Linked DNA regions of Mus musculus: regions 2, 3 and 4 are each linked to region 1. A link is a contact called in public Micro-C and promoter capture Hi-C data. All regions are on one chromosome and are shown on one strand. Each heading gives the region's core, a stretch centred on a gene start, on an enhancer-like site or on the middle of the called end of the contact. The rest is flanking DNA. Distances are from core to core; before and after follow the strand shown. Region 1 holds the start of Trim9 (tripartite motif-containing 9). Region 2 holds the start of Atl1 (atlastin GTPase 1). Region 3 overlaps Atl1 (atlastin GTPase 1). Region 4 holds the start of Sav1 (salvador family WW domain containing 1).

The links. Promoter capture Hi-C pulls out the DNA fragments that hold promoters and counts their contacts. A called contact is a pair of places that touch in the nucleus more often than the background predicts.
Region 2: a promoter capture Hi-C map of embryonic stem cells shows a contact between it and region 1, with 4 times the contacts expected there. The contact joins the promoter of Atl1 here to the promoter of Trim9 in region 1. A contact is called at or near these places in 9 of 39 promoter capture datasets (the 3T3-L1 cell line, the HPC-7 cell line, cranial neural crest and 5 more) and 1 of 484 Hi-C or Micro-C datasets (embryonic stem cells).
Region 3: a Micro-C map of embryonic stem cells shows a contact between it and region 1, with 1.8 times the contacts expected there. The contact joins the enhancer-like site here to the promoter of Trim9 in region 1. A contact is called at or near these places in 5 of 39 promoter capture datasets (cranial neural crest, embryonic stem cells, hippocampal neurons and 2 more) and 1 of 484 Hi-C or Micro-C datasets (embryonic stem cells).
Region 4: a promoter capture Hi-C map of embryonic stem cells shows a contact between it and region 1, with 2.9 times the contacts expected there. The contact joins the promoter of Sav1 here to the promoter of Trim9 in region 1. A contact is called at or near these places in 6 of 39 promoter capture datasets (cranial neural crest, embryonic stem cells and stem cell-derived epiblast-like cells), 1 of 484 Hi-C or Micro-C datasets (embryonic stem cells) and 1 of 115 datasets of contacts at active chromatin or transcription factors (embryonic stem cells).

The regions. Positions count from the first base shown.
Region 1 is chr12:70,346,178-70,349,202 of GRCm38.p6, reverse strand. Trim9 (tripartite motif-containing 9) reads left to right here and starts at 1,589. Exons shown (of 14, transcript NM_001286388.1): 1 at 1,589-2,856. The coding sequence starts at 2,035.
Region 2 is chr12:69,891,636-69,894,660 of GRCm38.p6, reverse strand. It overlaps Atl1 (atlastin GTPase 1), which reads right to left and starts at 1,556. Exons shown (of 15, transcript NM_178628.5): 1 at 1,317-1,556. It overlaps Map4k5 (mitogen-activated protein kinase kinase kinase kinase 5), which reads left to right and starts at 1,498. Exons shown (of 32, transcript NM_201519.2): 1 at 1,498-2,008. The coding sequence starts at 1,901.
Region 3 is chr12:69,936,473-69,939,497 of GRCm38.p6, reverse strand. It overlaps Atl1 (atlastin GTPase 1), which reads right to left. Exons shown (of 15, transcript NM_178628.5): 7 at 2,367-2,423. Among named protein-coding and RNA genes, the nearest start is that of Gm52003, 35 kb to the left of the region's middle. Within about 2 kb of position 1,562, at least 8 of the 459 cell types and tissues checked have an H3K27ac peak or open chromatin away from gene starts, as enhancers often do. A contact at or near this core is called in embryonic stem cells, where this site is marked.
Region 4 is chr12:69,985,535-69,988,559 of GRCm38.p6, reverse strand. Sav1 (salvador family WW domain containing 1) reads left to right here and starts at 1,558. Exons shown (of 5, transcript NM_022028.2): 1 at 1,558-1,886. The coding sequence starts at 1,793.

The sequences.
Region 1 (3,025 bases), core at 340-2,839:
CAGACCATTGGACATGCCCTCAAACTACCCACCCTTTCCCGTGAACCAAGCATAGCCTGTCTGCTAATCACCAGACCTCTTACATGGTATTCTGTGGTAGGCAAAACCCAGACTTGGGAAGAATGACACTCTTTACTTTGCTAGCCAAGGTTTCTCTGACTTGCGCAGGTGAATACAAAATACACGAAAGGATTGTAACATACACGGGCATGGATGCCCCTTTCTTCTTAAGAATTAACTACTTAACATGAGCAAAGTGTCTTTGGACTAATAGTCTATATATCCTGCACTAATATAGATGATGCCCCAATCAAATCTTAAGAAACACTTTGCCTATAAACAGACTGCATATAACATTAGCAGCTCCGGTCTCAACTAATTAAAATGTGGGTTAGGAATAAACCCTGTAGGATCTGTGACTAACATAGTTTTAAATAACAATGTGAATTTTCCTCCCACACAACCAATGATCAACTACTGTAATCATTGTGCTAAAAAATATATTTGCAAGATAATTCAATTTATTTGTACTATTTCTCCAAAATCAAGATTATAGAAAGTACTTCTTTTCTCTGGGAAAAAAAAAAGTGCTTTTAAATTATAAAGTAAGCTATGAATAATTGTTATCTTCTGGAAATTGAAAATTTGGAAGATCCCACGAACTTGAAAACCATTTTTGTCACTTGCTTCATGAATCACTCGGAAAATTAACTATGTATGCTCCCAAGATAAATTACTTCCTTGGAATGTCACTAGATTCAAAGATTCTCCCCCATTGAGTAGCAGGCTGATATCTTTATTCAAAGATTCTATCATTGTCATCATTTCAAGGGTTATACAGGCAAGAGGCAGGACTTATTATCTCTAGCACCGTTTGGGGGAAAGAGAAATCGGTTAGAATATAAGGGCTATCACTGGATCCCTCGTTATCTTACAGAAGCAGAAATAATATCCCACCCCTCTTCTGGAATTTATGGTAGATGCTAAGGGCATGTGACATTGGATAATATTGTTTGGAATCTTCAGTACCATAGCGATTCGTTCACATAGCTAGTTAACAACCGATAAACACTCAGAAATACACAAACACTGCCTGACTCAACTCAACTAACCTTCCTGGGGCCTCTCGAAAACTGGGGGATGGAGCTTCGGGAGGTTGGGGAGGGTGAGAGGTACCTTTGCTCCAAGGCGTAGGGCCTCCGCACATTTAAAGCATGTAGCGATGGTGGCACAGCTTTTGGGGGAATGCTGAGCCTTTGCCTCGGGTAGGGAAAAAGCTACCAGGGATGCAGAAAGGGGACACTGCAGCCATGGCACACCACCATCTTCCCTAAACACCAGAGATGCGGGCGCTCCAGCTGCTTCTGAGGGTTGGAGAAAAGCCCAAAAGGCTCCAGGAAGGCTCGGGGGAGGTGCTGGCTCTACGCCAGCAGCGGAAGGAGAAGGGGTGGGTCGGCATGCAGACCAAAGCTGGAAGGCAAGCGCCAAGCGCTGGCGACAGGCAGCAGCAGCCCACTCGCGACCGGGAGGGGTTCTCACGCCCCCTGCTCCGGGGTGACTGCACCCGAGCTCAGAAGGAAGCGTGGAGGGGGGTAGGAAAGGATGAATCATCCCGCCCCACTTCTTCTCGGCTTGCGCCAGCCCCCTCCTAAAATCCCGCAGCAGCCAGCAGGCGATGCCGGGGCTCCAGCTCCGACTCATAGAGCCCTCAGCGACCTGCAGAGGAGAGGAGACGGACAAGGCGGGAGGCCAATAAGAAAGCAGCTCTCACGGCCACCGTCCGATGAGCCTCCGCTCCCTGGCGGGGCGGGGCTAGCAGTGGGAAGGGGGCGGACCCGGGCTGGCGCGCAGCGCGGAGGCTCGGTGGCTCACAGAGAGAGCGCATCCTGGGGAGTCGGCGCCTAGGCGACCGGGGAAGGCGCCACCACCGCCGCCGCTGGCCAAGGTGCTGGCCACCACAGGCCCATCGGCTGCTTCGCCAGGTCAGGCCCCCTCCGCCGCAGCCGCTGCTGCCTCGCTTCCAGCCAGGTCCCCATGGAAGAGATGGAAGAAGAGTTAAAATGCCCTGTGTGTGGCTCCTTCTATCGGGAGCCCATCATCTTGCCCTGCTCTCACAATTTATGTCAGGCGTGCGCCCGCAACATCCTGGTGCAGACCCCGGAGTCCGAGTCCCCCCAGAGCCGCCGGGCCTCGGGCTCTGGGGTTTCTGACTATGATTATCTGGACCTGGACAAGATGAGCCTGTACAGCGAGGCGGACAGCGGCTATGGCTCCTACGGAGGTTTCGCCAGCGCCCCCACTACCCCGTGCCAGAAGTCGCCCAACGGCGTCCGCGTTTTCCCCCCTGCTATGCCGCCACCGCCCACCCACCTGTCACCGGCTTTGGCCCCTGTGCCCCGCAATTCCTGCATCACCTGCCCCCAGTGCCACCGCAGCCTCATTCTGGATGACCGGGGGCTCCGCGGTTTCCCCAAGAACCGCGTCCTGGAAGGGGTCATCGACCGCTACCAACAGAGCAAAGCCGCGGCCCTCAAGTGCCAGCTCTGCGAGAAGGCGCCCAAGGAAGCCACGGTCATGTGTGAACAGTGCGATGTCTTCTACTGCGACCCTTGCCGTCTGCGCTGCCACCCGCCCCGGGGTCCCCTAGCCAAACACCGTCTGGTGCCCCCGGCCCAGGGCCGCGTCAGCCGGCGGCTGAGCCCGCGCAAGGTCTCCACCTGCACAGACCACGAGCTGGAGAACCACAGCATGTACTGCGTGCAATGCAAGATGCCCGTGTGCTACCAGTGCCTAGAGGAGGGCAAACACTCCAGCCACGAAGTCAAGGCTTTGGGGGCTATGTGGAAATTGCACAAGGTGAGTCCTATGCAACCCACCCCTGACTCCCCGCGCCCTAGGGTCCTCCAGATTTGCAGCACTCGGTCCCTCCTAGGGTGACAGCGCATCCCAGTGGGGGCGCAGTGCAAGTGCCTTCGGCGTCTGCCTTGAGATCTGGTGCATTGCAGGAGGCTCAGGGGACGTTTGA
Region 2 (3,025 bases), core at 307-2,806, 450 kb after region 1:
GCCTAGTCACACAGTGGGTAAGGGTGGGTTTGACTACATGACCACCATAAATCCATGACAGTAAACAAGTACTAAGATACCAATAGAACACTTGAAGAGATTTTGAGTCATCGAAGCCAAAAATATGTGCCCACCAAAACAAGTGCCAAGAAGATTTCAAAGAAGGAACTGTTCTTCAACCATTTTTTTTTTCAGTGCAGCACACACACAGGCTTTGTCCCTGGGGCATGTAAGTCTGGGCTTACTTATGTTCCCTAAATAAGTGCTCTTTGTGTGTGGATCACGAGAAAATGCATACAGTCTCTGTTCCGTTAAGGTGTTAATTTAATTTCTTCATTTATTAGCTATAAGAAGTTATTTCTCAAAACAGAATTAGAGTGTGTCTGGAGTCACGTGTCATCTGAAATTTGTTCTGTTGTCGTTTTTTTTTCTAGTTTTTTCAATTTTCTTACATTTTTATTTAATTTTGTGTTTTGCCTGCATGTACAGCTGTGCACCATATGCATATGTGGTGCCTACACAGGCCAGAAGAGGGCGTTGGCCCTCCCTCCCAGCCCACTCTGGATCCCAAGTTGGAGTTAATGAGGAGTGGGCCGCCACGCAGGTGCTGGGAATCAACCTCTGAGCTGCAGCCGGTGCTGCTAACAATTGGGCCATCTTTCCAGTCCTTATCTGGTTTTCCAACTGAAAATCTCTGTAAGACTCTAGAAGTAACTTTACCAGTATACATAAAATTGGCAACTTCATTTCTACCTTAAGAACAAGACTGGAACTCAAATTACAAAAGAGATTGAAACATTAACCAAATCACTTCTCATAACTCCTGCCCAATATTTTGGGCATTGTTAGTTAGGCCTCTTACATTTTAAAGCCTCTTACATTTTACACTCCTCTTTACAATGCTGTAAAAATGGTTTACAAACATTTCTCGGGTGTCAAATGCAAAACCTATCCTCTTCCAGCTACAGATAAGGACACTGGGATGTTGCCACGTATGCCTTGTCCCAGATCACCTACTTTGGAAGCAGAATCAGACAAAGGTCCCTAGCTTTGCTTTAGCATCTCTAAAACTCCTCCCATTAACACTTGCAATATTGCGGTGATGCCCAGAGACCACAGAAACTTCGAAAGGAATTGGGGTTTTCAAAAATGGCTCTGGGAAACCCTGGTGGAAGACAGGTTCTGCAGGTGTGCGGTCCAGCCTCGGAACTGGTACCACCGGGAACAGTGTGTGGAACAGGACGGTGCAGTCGGGTGTGCCGGCATTTAGTTAACCCGGCACTCCCCCACCTCCTGCCCGGGCGGCCTCAGTTTACCTGTACCGAAAGGAAGCAGAAGGCAGCGCTCCGGAGGCCTGCGGACAGACCCTCCTCCTCTAGTCCGCCGGCCACTGGGCGAATCCTGGCCGAGGCTGGGCGGGTCAGACGCCGCACGAACGCCTCCGGCGCCCCGCAAGCAGCTGGGAGGCGGGGCGCGGCGGCGTCCAGGGTGTTGTGCACTCGGCGGGCCTCAGGGCGGCAGTCTGGGCCCGCGGCCTGCGTTCTCGGGCGGGCCAGGCTCGATCCGCGCCGGCCGCGAACGTGTCTCCCGGTGACGCAGCCGCGGGTGGGGAACGTGGTGCGGCGGCGACTGTGCGCACGGCCGTCTCGGAGAAGACGCGGGTCTCCGACGCCGGCGCTCGGCCAAGAACGGACGGCCTCTCGGGTACGGCCGGCGCGGGGCCTGGCGGGACCGACGAGGCCCGGAGGCTGCCGGGGTTGCGCCCCGTGACGCCCCCCGCGCTCGCTCTCGCCGGTGCAGGCGCAGCTGCGAGCCGAGGCTCCATGTTGGGAAGCGCCGCGCGCCCTCGTTAGCGGGAGACGGCTGCGGCGGGCAGAGCCCCGGACTGGGCGCAGCGAAGATGGAGGCCCCGCTGAGGCCTGCCGCCGACATCCTGAGACGGAACCCGCAGCACGACTACGAGCTGGTGCAGAGGGTCGGCAGCGGCACCTACGGGGACGTGTACAAGGTGAGGCCCCGGCCCGGCCTGCGAACGTGGGGCACCCCCGGGATGCGCCGGACCACAGCGTCCGGCCAGGAAGCGGCCCGGAGCCCGCCGCACCGTTCCGAGCACCCTGGGTTCCCCATCGGTTCTAAGGCTAGCGACCGGCAGACTTAACCGCACCTTCCAGACCACGGCTGAGCTTTTTTTGTGGTTTTAAGGCGTATTTATGGTATTGAAGTTATTCCGGAGGATGGTTTGGTGTTGATGTGGGGGGAAAATGCTTCGCGGAAGGCGGTAGATAGGAAAGAGTATTGTAAATCTAGACCTTTGCGTCCTGTACTGGTTTGGGTGAACTTGCCTTGAAAAAAATCTCTGTGGAACCGGACTCTAAATTGTCAACTGTAAGTAATCTGGTTCTGGAGTAAAAGGATTTGTGTGTAAACATGACAGCCTGTAGGAAGATGTCTTTGGGGACCGGTGAGGTGGCTCAGGGTGTTAAAGGCCCTTAGAGCCAAACCTTACTTAGGACCCCAGAACGGTCCCCGGATTCTCTTGGTGGAAGCACGGATCCCCCACACATACACACTCACACACTCCCAGGAAATAAACAAAGTGTAATGAAATTTAAACATATTTAGAGGAAGACCTTTGTCACCTGGCAGAAGTTTAGGCATTTTGTATCTGGTTGATAATAATGAATATAACTTATGGGGTTTTCCTACTAAACTAATTCCTCTCTATGGGATTTATAGCATTCCATAATCATGAGTGGATAATTACTGCTACCCTTTTTACTGGTCTCTTATATTAAGACAAATAATAATAAATTTGTAATCTGCCGTTACACAACAACAAAAAACATGCCATAGCAAAGCAAACCGATTTCTTAAGTCTGCTAAGTTTTTGAAGGGTTCAGAGGAAAACACTGTCCAATATTCCCTCATGGCTTTTGTTCTTTGTCCCAAAGGGGCAGAGTTAGTGCAGTTCCTTATGGGGATTAAGAAAAAGCTTATTTTTGACCTGGGTGTTGGTGGTGCACGC
Region 3 (3,025 bases), core at 313-2,812, 410 kb after region 1:
CCGCTGGAGCCTCTGGAACTGGAGCCACATCTGTGGGTGCTGGGAACAGGTCCTCTGGAAGAGCAGCAGCAGTTCTTCATGGAAGAACTGAGTCATTTCTCCAGTCTCAGGAGTTTTTTGCTTTGTTTTGTTTGCTTGATTGCTTGCTTGTTTAAATGTATGTGTTTGGTGTATGTTAGTGCATGTGCAGGTACATGTGTTTCTGTGTGGTGGTGAGTTGCAAGTGTGTTAACATGCATGTAGAAACCAGCAAACAGCTTTAGGTGTCATTTCTCAGGAGCTGTTCATTTGGTTTTTGAGACAGGATCTTGTACTGGCCCAGAACTGTCCAAGTAAACAGTTGACATGGTGTGGTTCTCACGCTGCCAGAAGTGGCCTGTCTCCAGGCGCCCAGGGCTGGCTGTAGGAAACACAACTCAGAACAAGCACTTAGATGACTGAGCCGTTTCACCAGCCCCCAAACTTTCTTCTTACTGAAACTTCATAACCTCTACATGCTTCACCAATAAGCAGGATTCGCAAAAGATTTGTTTTTAGGACACTGGCATTTTTCTTAACCAAAGACATAATACCTGTCTGTCTGTCTGTCTGTTCCCTCCCCCGAGCCGTGTGTGTGTGTGTGTGTGTGTGTGTGTGTGTGTGTGTGTGTGTGTGTGTGTTCCTATTGGTTTATCTGGTCCTGTGTTAGGAACAGTGACTTGAGGTCTGTTTCTGGAATTTACAATCTAAGCATCAGTCCTGAGAGTAGAAAAGTCAAAGAAATATTCCAGCTGCCATGCAACACTTCAAAGCCACCTGACAGATGGACCAAAAAGAAACACAAGAGCACAGAAAATATTCTAACCCACACTGAAGATTTTTAAAGCAGGCTTGGTTTTGTTCTCTCTCCACACCTCCTCTACCCTTGCCTGGACTTCAGGGACAAATTGAGACCTGTCCTAAAGAATCCTCCACTAAGCTCTTCCAGGAGACAGCTCCTGGACGTCTTGAATGCAGTCTGATAGGAGACCTCCAAGTCACATGTACACTCTGAAGCCATCCCAGATCCCCACCCTCACAACTGTGACAGTCGTCTTCGTTTGTCACTTGGCCACAGAGAATGGAGAGCTTGTATCAGAGTAGTGTTTGCCTCAAGAGCTTCTCACTTTGTGGGCCCTTGTCAGTCACTGGTTACCCTGTGGCTCACATTCCTCTTGGACCCACCTTGGATGTTATACCTATCTGGAGCCTAGCTATGGCTTCCTTTGAGAAGCTTAAGCTGAAGGAGTTAGCTTTTAGATGGTATGGAAACTGCTTCTTCCTCCAGGCACTGTCTGAAGGGTATCCAACTCAATTCTAACTCTTGTCCTTGTAAAGGGCAGGACTTGAAGGACTGCAGCAGTAACTGACAGAGCTTAAGCCAAGCTCAGATGTTACCTTGATGTTAGCCACTGATCCCAGTGTTACTGGAGTTTTTAGGGCAAGTCTGGCCAGCTTCCATTCTCTCAATATGTCAGTAAGAGACAAAACAATGAGAAAGGGGACTTATTCAGCGTGGCTACACCGGAAAGGGGAACAAACAAAAGGGTCCAGTGACCCCGCCCCAAGCCTATTGTGGAGTACTGAGAGGTTTAGGTTTAACTACAAGGTAAGAACTGTGCACAGTTAAGCAGTACTGGAAAAGCACAGTGGTGCCTGTTAGATAGTTCCTCCTCTGGCTGGCAGGCCTGCAATCTTTTCCTTCCTCCAGCGCGGGAGTTTTTTAATTCTTTGGGATCTGGTATTGCAAAGGTCTGATAGCTGAAGGGATGAACACAAGTGACTCTTAGACCCCTAACACAGTGGCTCCACCAGCAGCAGCCTGGCTGGTTGCTCGTACACTCAGACAGGGAGGTTAATGTTAAGAAAGGAACTTGAAAAGCCTCTTCCCCAATATCTGCTCTGGTGTCAGTCAACTAAATTCAAGGAAAAGCTGATATCTCACATGAGTCAGATATCTAAGACACATTTTTACTTCCCAACATCTATCTCATCTTCATACCAAATAGCATGGAATAGGAATTTAAAACTCTTCCTTTTCTTCTTCTGAGACAGGGTCTCTTCCTCACCATGTAACTCTGGCTGGCCTTGATAATGTCCAGTGTACATCAGGCTGGCCCTGAACTCAGAGACATCCATCTGTTTCATATTCATAGCAATCTTCCTGCCTTGAACCCACAGACATCCTGTCTTCCTAGTGCTGGGATCAAAGACAAGTGTCACCACAGCCTACGATTGCTTCTTAAATGAAGTAAATCAAGGGAAACAACCATGACCCTGATTAAAATCATAGCTATGGATTCCATAAAAATCCAGGAAGAATTTTCCATCCTTCAACTTTTACCCACCTGAAAAGGCTTCAGGAATGTTTCTTCCATTGCCAACCTGCCATACTCAGTGAAAAGCTGGGAGGAGAATCCAAGAGAGGGGATGGGAAGGGAGAGGAGAGAGAGAGAGAGGAGATTCGTTTACTTGTTGGATTTCTTCTATTCATCCCCAGCTGTAACAGCATGCTACAGTATTAAGATTAAATAATAAAAACACATTCGTTATATAAAGCAGGGCTATAGTAATTACATATCTAAAAATTACAAACACAGTACAAAGAAACTCCCACTTTAAGCCTGTTTCTCTTTCTTCTCCATGTGTGCGTCATGTGTGCACATGATGTTCTGAGCACTTGCTCCAAAGGTAGACCCCAGCCCTAAAACTCATGTGTTGGATAAAACAAATGTACAAAGGAAGCACATGTGAAGAGACTTCTCACATGCAGGACTTACCTTGGCTTAAAGGGCCATAATACATAACATATGTAGCCCAAGGAAATTTAAAGGTACAACAACCTGGGTTACAAAATTAGGCATTTGGTTTTAAAAGTTGGAAATTGAATGAACTTTCTTCTTCTTCTTCTTCTTCTTCTTCTTTTTAAATTGCTTACAGTTAACAACAGGAAGCATGAGGAGAGGTTTTTGTTGTTGTTGTTGTTGTTTTTGGACAAATGCAAACT
Region 4 (3,025 bases), core at 309-2,808, 360 kb after region 1:
CTCTAAAATGCCTACAATCACTTAGCGCTTGTCCTGCTGCCTTTATCCATATGCATGCTAGCAATATTTTTTTATCACCTCCCTTATTTTGAAACCCCACTCCCCCATTCAGTCTACTCTCACACAGCATCCAAAGTGATCGCATTAAATACGTCTCTCCTCTACTCCAAAGGCCTAGGTGGGTGGCCAGTTACCAAGGAACTTCATTTCCCTCTACTCTTCTCTGTTCCAGTTCCAGCTACGTGACCCTCTTCCTATTCCTACAATGAGCCAGAAACACGACCACTTGCAGTGACTTGCATTTGCTCTTCTGAGGCCTCACTCCAGATAGCACCATAGCAAGCTAATTCCAGCATTGCCTTCTCACTGGCTTCATTATCCGACCCCCTTTCCAAGCTGTGGGATCTCTCTTGTTTATGCTTCCTTCAGCGCTCACTCTGTTACATACTATGGCTTACTAGTTTTATTTTTTGTGATCTCTCTTCCCCATAACCGCAGGACCTTTGTTGTTATATCCCAGACACCTAAAACAGCACCTTGGATGCTGGGTGCTCAATAAAATATTTGTTATAGGATTATAGGGACCTTTAACAAGGAAACATTTCATAAAAACACAGGAGACAGACAACTGATTAAATGTCTTTGTGCATGGCTAAAAAAAAGAGCAGTTTGGTGTCTTGTTCTGAGGTTGGTGTTTTGCTTCTGTGTTTTAAGCACATTCTCTTCATTATGAAAGCCTTACTTTGATCAAGAGGAGTGAGTCCCAATCTTATTCTCCAAGTTATTCTGTGTACCTGAGCGAGTTAAAGAGAACAAAGTAGAATCTGATATATTAGATAGAAAACTCCCAGTTCTGAACTCTGGTGCTCAAAGGCTTCAAAATTCTAAGACTTAACTGCAAGAGAAGGCATGTGGTTATTAAGAATACATATTAAAATGATGAAATAAATACACTAACGTCAAATTTATCTTAGGAGCTGTAGAAACTCCATCTTCTTTTTTAATCCGAAAGCGCGGATGGGGATGGGGGGCACAAAAGGGGGTGGGCTACCAAGGGTTGGGGGAGATAATAAGAGGACAGAAGAAACGGAGACTCAGTTTTTACAGTAGTCACGCTGTCACCAGAAGAGTCATCTGTGTTACTAGGTGTAGCCCTCGCGGTCCCAGCACACCCGAGGGCTGCCTTCCCTCAGCAACCAGGACACGCGGCTGCGGTTGCGGGAAGCAGGGCGGTAGGCAAGTCCAAGGCGAGAGCCGCTCGCCGCCCAGCGGGCTCCGGACCGCCCGGACTCCAGCTCCCCAGCGGCGGGAGCCGGCCCGCGCAGCCGCACTGAGGGCCGCGATGGTCGCCACACCCGGCCCGTTAGCCGCCCGCCCGTCGCGAGTCGCCGCACGCAGCCGCGTCCGCGCCCGGCGGGGGAGGGGCGGCCCGTGCGCGTCGGCTTTCCCAGCATTCCCAGCGGCGCGGGGAAAGTTTACCGGACGTAGGCGGTGGCCGCAGCGGTAGCGGCTCCGGGCGGCGGACCATGGCCCTGGTGGGCGGCCGCGGCCCTGTCCCAAGGCGGCCTCGGGCGGCGTCGTTGAGCCGGCTGACTTCCCGGGAGGAGCTGCCCTGCGACTGAGCGGCGGCGGGCGCGCTTAGCGCGGCCAACATGCGGCGGAGCCTGCGGGCGGGCGCGGGCGGCGGAGACCCGAGGCGAAGGCGGCGGCGGCGGCCCGGGAGGCGGCGGCGGGCGGCAGGCTCGCGGCCCTAGCGAGGCTGCTGGGGCGGCGGCGGGAGTCGTCCGCGAGGATGCTGTCCCGCAAGAAAACCAAAAACGAGGTGTCTAAGCCGGCCGAGGTGCAGGGCAAGTACGTGAAGAAGGAGACGTCGCCCCTGCTGCGGAGTGAGTGTCGTGGGCGGTGGCGGGTGGGGACCCGGCGCAGCCTCGGGTGGTGCTGGAAGACCGACTCTGGGAAATGCATGGCTGTCCGTGGTGTTGGGGAAAAAGTGCTTCGACCCGGGCACCTCTCTGCTGGGTACGTCCGGGCCCCGCGTTTGCGACCATCGCAGCGCCACTCGTCGGCTCACGCACTCGCACACGCACACACACACGCGAGAGTGGATTCCTTCCTTAGTCCTGCAGCGGGACACAAACTTGTGAGGCAAAGAACCTGATACTTGATACTTGTAGCCACTACCAGCGTCCTAAGTAACACACACACACACACACACACACACACACACACACACACACACACACGAGAGACTTGATACTTGTAGCCACTACCAGCGCCCTAAGTAACACACACACACACACACACACACACACACACACACACACACACACACACACACACACACACACACACACACGAGAGAGAGACTGGATTCCTTAGTCCTTCAGCGGGACACAGACTTGTGAGGCAAAGAACCTGATACTTGTAGCCACTACCCAGAGTCTTTTCATTTCCCAGAGTAGACAAGCCATTAACGTATTTGGATTAGGCTTTGCTCCTAAAATTAAAAAAAGCAAAGTATTCAGAATAATTTCAGCCATACCAGGCAAGTTCCTAACTTTATTCCTCTTTCCGACATATGTTCCGTCCCCTCCCGTACGTAGCTTTTCTTCTCCGTTTAAAATATTTGAGTTTTTAACTTGAACGCCTTGATTCTCCTTTTTTAAAATTCTTGGGTAGTCAGAGAGCTAATCCTTTGGTTCTCATTCTAGGAGCTGGACCCCTTGTGTAAGTTTCCTTCTTGGAAACTGGAAGTAACCGTGTGACTTAAATTAAGCATTACCTCATATTGTAATTGGGAAAGCTGCTCACAGGGGTTCCTAGTATTTGCCCAAGATCCCGCAGAAAGGGGTGGAGAGCATATTTTTCCATTGTGACCATGTGTCCAGCCTTACAGGTTCTGTTAGTAGTTGGAGTGCTAGACAACACAGTTGGTGGGGTGGATGTGTCAGTAACTGAAACCATTTTTAAGAGCTTGTTTTTCTGTTTTTTTTAGGTGATAGCTTGCTTTTTGCTGCAAATAAAG